Linked DNA regions of Anas platyrhynchos: region 1 is linked to region 2. A link is a contact called in public Hi-C data. All regions are on one chromosome and are shown on one strand. Each heading gives the region's core, a stretch centred on a gene start, on an enhancer-like site or on the middle of the called end of the contact. The rest is flanking DNA. Distances are from core to core; before and after follow the strand shown.

Region 1 (2,700 bases), core at 130-2,629, 120 kb before region 2:
AAGAGAAGGTGGAAAGAGAAGGCAACAGGAAATATAAACACTGCCTTCAGCTTCCTGAACTACCGCTGTTACAGCTGATGTGCAGTTCAGTAAGTGTTAAAAACCAATTTTTCCAGTAACAACTTGAAGACCCTCCTCTTAAGACATGGTTCTTCTTTTCCTGGGGCACTTCAAGGCAACTGAATGACAGAATAAGCAAGAGACTTATTTCCCAGCAACATCAGAAGACCGGACCTATGCCGTTCCCTTGCAGCCTTCCCAGCCCCTCCTCCACCTTCCCCAAATCGGGGTCAGTTCGCAAGAAGCACAAGAAAAACACCTGCATGTTTTTCAGCCAGCTTAACAGTCCATCCATATAAAAGCAGAGTTTCACCCCCACCGTTTTTGAACTACCTCCTGATGTTAGGGGCAGAAAGGTGAAAAATTCAGCTCGGAAGGAGTTTTGGAGAGGGGGAGAAGGCGGGGAGCCGGCAGGTCCTGGCGCAGGTGCGCAGGGAGGGGTTTCCCTTCACCCCCAGGCCGCCGCAGGAGCCACCCCGACCCCGGCCGCTGGCGAACCTGGAGCTCCCCGCGGCAGAGCGGCTTTCCCCGGCAGCACTTAATAGCATTACTGGGCAAGCTGCTTGCTGGGAGCACGGCGAAACCGAGCCGGGGCCGGCGGGACTCGGCGGCGCCTCCCGCAGCCCGGCCGCCCCCGGGGCCGCCCCGCTCCTCCCGCCCGGGCCCGGCCCCGCTTCCTCGCTCCGGGCCCGGCCGGGGAGCGCCCGAGGCCCCGCCACCCTCTGTGGCGTGGGGGAGCTCCCCCGCCCGCCCACCTCGTCGTATAGCCGGTAGATCCTCACGCCCATGCTCTCCACCAGGAGCTGCCAGGGCGCCACCGGCGCCGGCTGGTCCAGCTCCCGGCAGGCAGCCCGAAACTGCTCCTCGGAGAAGCCCCGAGGCGGCGGCGCCTCCATTCTCCGCGCCGGGAGGCGGCGGCGGCGGCAGCGCCCGGCACAGCCAATGGCCGCCACAGCCCCTCCCGCCCGGCCGCCCGGCCCTGTCATGGCACCCAGGGGCCGCGCTGAGGGCCGCGCCGGGGAACGGGTCGGGGGTGTGGGGTCTGGGGTCTGGAGTCTGGGGTCTGGGGTCTGGGCCATCGGGAGACCGCGGGGCTTACGAGCACCCAGGACCGCTCCCCGTGCAGTTTTGCCAGTCAGCCCCTCTGTGGGGTCTCGGTAAATGGGGCCGGGAGCGGTGGCATCCCAGAGCTGCATCCAGTTGGCTCTGGGCCTGCTGTGCTCCCCGAGGGTGGAGGTCACAGAGTCACGGAATGGTTGAGGTTGGAAGGGATCTCCAGAGGTCATCTAGTCCCCGCTGCTCAAGCAGCGTCACCTGGAGCATGGTACACAGGATGGCTTCCAGATGGGTTTGGAGCATCTCCAAAGGAGACTGCACAGCCTCTCTGGGCAGCCTGTCCCAGTGCTCTGTCACCCGAACTGTAAAGAAGTTCTTCCTCATAAGGTTATGAAACCTCCTGTGGTTCACTCCCATGGGTATGGGGCTTCATCAGACCTACTAAAATTTAGCCTGCCTGCCAGCACTAGCCCAGTGTTGGTCATGGTAACCTCTGTGCAAGTCTGGCAACATTTATCGTTTTCCAGTTTCTCTGCCAAGCTGCTGACTTCTTTGACAAAGAGTTCACTTATGTCAGCTGTCCCTTCCACTTCCAGTCAACTGGTTTGCAAGCAGAGCATGAGGATTTTTGGCTGACTCTTTCAGGGCATAAAAGCTGAGTTGCACTTACGGTTATCCTTGCACAGTGGGTTCATAAGAGCTCCCGAAAACTTTTGGAGACGAGCTCATGGTGGAGGGCAGGATGGTGTCCCACTGTCCTTTCCTGCCCAGGTTTAATGCCAGAATTTGACCTATAGCTTCTGTCTGGAATGATGTCATGAATGCCAATAAGTCTCCATACCTCTGTACCTCCTCCCACCGTCTCAATGAAGTTGTTGTGCAAATGTTCCAGTTCTTTTGTTTTATTTTCATGTGTTTACATGTATTATGGCATTTTATTATTAATATTTATACAATATGTATAAATATTTTTGTTTGTGTTCTTTGTGAATTACAATGTCGTGCTTTCAGTCAGCCCAGCTGGTTCTCCAAAACATGATGACAATACATTTTGCATGACTGAACTAAGTTGGCTTCAGTGGAGCTATGCTGCTCTGAGGCTCCTGACTTTGAAATGGAATAGGAGGCTGTGATCTCTAAGCGAGACTGATTTACCTTGCAGAAATATTTCTTTAAACAGTAGTTTTACTTTTGCAGCAATTTTACCAAATTTCTGTCTCACTTAAATCCCGTTCATGGTTTGAAATAGGACTCATGCAAGACTGTAAGAGCTGGTGGCTCTTGTTTGTAGAGTCTCACATATGAAAAAGGAGTCGTGAGTCAAAAGTTGATGTTTAACAAGCAGGCAAAGGCCTGTAAGTGAGCCTGGGAGATTTCATGATCTCTTAAGGAGCCTCATCTGTGCAACAGAACTAAAGTGATCACAGCTCAGGGTTCCCTGCTGTTTTACAGTCAATGTTTTGCATTATATGGTTGTCTGCATGGCATCAGAGCACTAAGTTGGCTGCAGCTGGCTGGCCTTTCTTGCCTCCCCCCCCAGCACTCTCATGGAAAAAGAGAGGTTTATCTCACAAGACTACTCTA
Region 2 (2,700 bases), core at 43-2,542:
ACTGGTGAGACCCTGGCCTTACATTTTCACAGGCTCCCTTGTCCTGCTGCAGCACCGCAGAGAGAGAAATATATTAGGGAGATGATAGTCATAAAGAGAAAAGGGGAAAAAAAAAAAAAAAAAAAAAAGGCGGTTTGGAGCTGAGCCCAGCTCTCAGGAGCTGAGCATGGCTCGTGCGTGACCCCTTGTGTTGGAGCTGGCAGGGTCCAGTGCTGCAGGATGGGGCCTGGCATCCCCAGCCAAGCACACGGCTCTGGAGCTGTGAGCTCCCCTGCAGCAGAGACTGAGGGCTTGTGGCGATACAGCTGCAGTTCAAGAGGCTTCTCTGTAGCTGGCGGTGAAATGCAGCTCTGTATTCACACCCATGGTATCTCCCATTTCTCCCATGCACACTCACATTTGCAGTATGGTTGTATGTAGAAATGAAAAGCAAAAATGCAGCAGAAACTGAGAGGTCATATTTAAGGCTCTGTTCTTTTTCCTTTTCCTTTTTTTTTTTTTTTTTTCCCTTCCTTTTCCTTTTCCTTTTCCTTTTCCTTTTCCTTTTCCTTTTCCTTTTCCTTTTCCTTTTTCTTTTTCTTCTCTTTCTCTTTCTCCTTTCAGGTCTGTCTTGCTGTGGAAAACACAGCTGCCAGGCATGCACTATCTGTTTATTTCCCTCCAGAGTAATGCTTTTTAAGCAGCTGAAGAAGCTTAATAGAGGGTTAAAAAACTCTCAAAGCTTTTAAATTCCTACAGGTTTCATGAAACGTGGGGCTTGAGTTAAAAAAAAAAAAAAAAAGAAAAAGACTACAGGGCACCCTTGGGTACCCCAGTGATGGCAGGGCTGCAAGGAGTGCTCGCACACTGAGCAGGGCACTAAAATGGCTGCTAAGCCCTGTCAGCATTAGACCCCCCAGGCCTCCAAAGCCATCATTGCCTCCTTGCCAGCAAGAAGAGCTTAAAACACTGTAAATAAGTGACACCCTTGTGTTAATAGGATCGTGGAAGCACAGAACATCCTGAGTTGGAAGGGGCCCACAAGGATCATCGAGTCCAACCCCTGTTGATGCTGCTGATCCAAGACGTGTTCTTTGCTCCTGGTAAAGTCGTATTTATTTTATATCTTATGTGCTTTGGGGAAGAGGATGAGCAGAAAGAGCTCACCCAGGTCACTGCGCCCTGCTAATGGTGGCTGGGGCAACACAAACCCCAGCCCAGCCTTGTCATGCAGCAAGCCGAGCCCTGACCTGTGTGTCCAGAGGCAGAGCAAAGCTGCCTGAGCCCAGCAACACAACTAGGCTTGAACTGCAGCTAACACAAAGTGTGACAGAGCCAGGACTCTTTTCATAAGGCAGTGCAGGACCCAGTGCTCAGTGCTGAGGTTACAGTGCCGTAGTTTCTTGCCTGTGGGCTCTTTCTGGAAGCTATTTTTATAAATACGTTGTATTTCGTGCTTTCGTGGGGCTTTTGTGTCCCTGAAACGGCGGCTGCGGCTGGCCATGGCCGTGGTGAGGTCTCCGGTGTCCTCCAGAGGGCACCAGGCACCGGCAGATGGGAGCTGCGAGGTGCTGGGCTGGAGGTGCAGGAGGTTTAACTGATGGCACACAGCGGCCATGTCCAGCTCAGCCCCGGGGCTCAGCTGCCCACCCCCAGACTCGCTGCATTCAACGACAGGCATTAATTAGTTCGTGGCGCTGCTTTTAGATGCCCTCTTTCCCAGAGAGGAGGAGGCTGTCGAGTGCCATGCGTCTTGCTGGGCAAGGAGGAGGCGGTAAGGACAGCTTTAGCTGAAGTGGAGCCTTGGTGGCACCCTGAGGTAGCAGGTGTTCCTCAGAAAAAGGCTGAAATCCCCTAAAAATAGCAGACAAAGCTGTAGTTCTGTGGGGAAGAGCCAGGCTGCCAGCAGCCGGGCATTGCGGAGATGTGGCCTCTGCGCCGGCATGGGTGTGGATTCAGCTGCGCTGGCCAAAGGCCACACACTGAGCACAGGCCCTGTTTTTGCTTAAAAACCTGAAGCAGCCCATCAACAGGCTGCCAGAGGTGCTTCTGGGGGCACTGCAGCTGGCAGAGGCAGCACAGGGTGTGATGTTGTTAAAGGCAACCAGGACACAGGCCGCAGAACACGGCCATAGGGGTGGGCAGGCCCAGGCCTCATGGCACCAGGGACACAGCGGGGTCAGGATCATTCTTGTTACAAATGTGTCTGTACACATCTTTCTGTGTGCACACATACTTCATATACAATATATAATATACGCATATGTATGCATATTTAAAATGTGTTTTATTTAGCCCTACAGTCTGTATTATCCATCTATAACACATAATATTTCCTTCCAGTATTTAAAGGGGGCCGATAGGAAAGATGAGGAGAGACTGACTCTTTATCAGGGTGTGCAGTGACAGGACAAGGGTTAAAGGCTTTAAACTAAAAAGGGTAGGTTTAGATGAGATAAAAAGAATAAATTATTCACTCAAGGTGCGGTGAGGCCTTGGCACTGGCTGCCCAGAGGAGTTGTGGATGTTCCCTTCCCTGGAAGTGCTCAAGGCCAGGTTGGATGGGGCTTCAGCCAGCACATACACTATTTAGTGCATAATATGTAACATATATAGTAAAATCAACCTTTATAGTAATGAAATATATTAATGTAGTATTATAATAATTATTATTATAATGTGTTAAACACACAATATGAAAAATTTATATGTATGTAGATA

Evidence for each region. A called contact is a pair of places that touch in the nucleus more often than the background predicts.
Region 1: a Hi-C map of subcutaneous adipose tissue shows a contact between it and region 2, with 4 times the contacts expected there. The contact joins the promoter of PCTP here to the enhancer-like site in region 2. A contact is called at or near these places in 2 of 8 Hi-C or Micro-C datasets (liver and subcutaneous adipose tissue).

What each region holds. Positions count from the first base shown.
Region 1 is chr19:5,606,700-5,609,399 of IASCAAS_PekinDuck_T2T, reverse strand. PCTP (phosphatidylcholine transfer protein) reads right to left here and starts at 1,379. Exons shown (of 6, transcript XM_027471423.3): 1 at 816-1,379. The coding sequence starts at 1,346.
Region 2 is chr19:5,489,028-5,491,727 of IASCAAS_PekinDuck_T2T, reverse strand. No RefSeq gene overlaps it. Among named protein-coding and RNA genes, the nearest start is that of HLF, 38 kb to the right of the region's middle. Within about 2 kb of position 1,292, at least 3 of the 8 cell types and tissues checked have an H3K27ac peak or open chromatin away from gene starts, as enhancers often do. A contact at or near this core is called in subcutaneous adipose tissue, where this site is marked.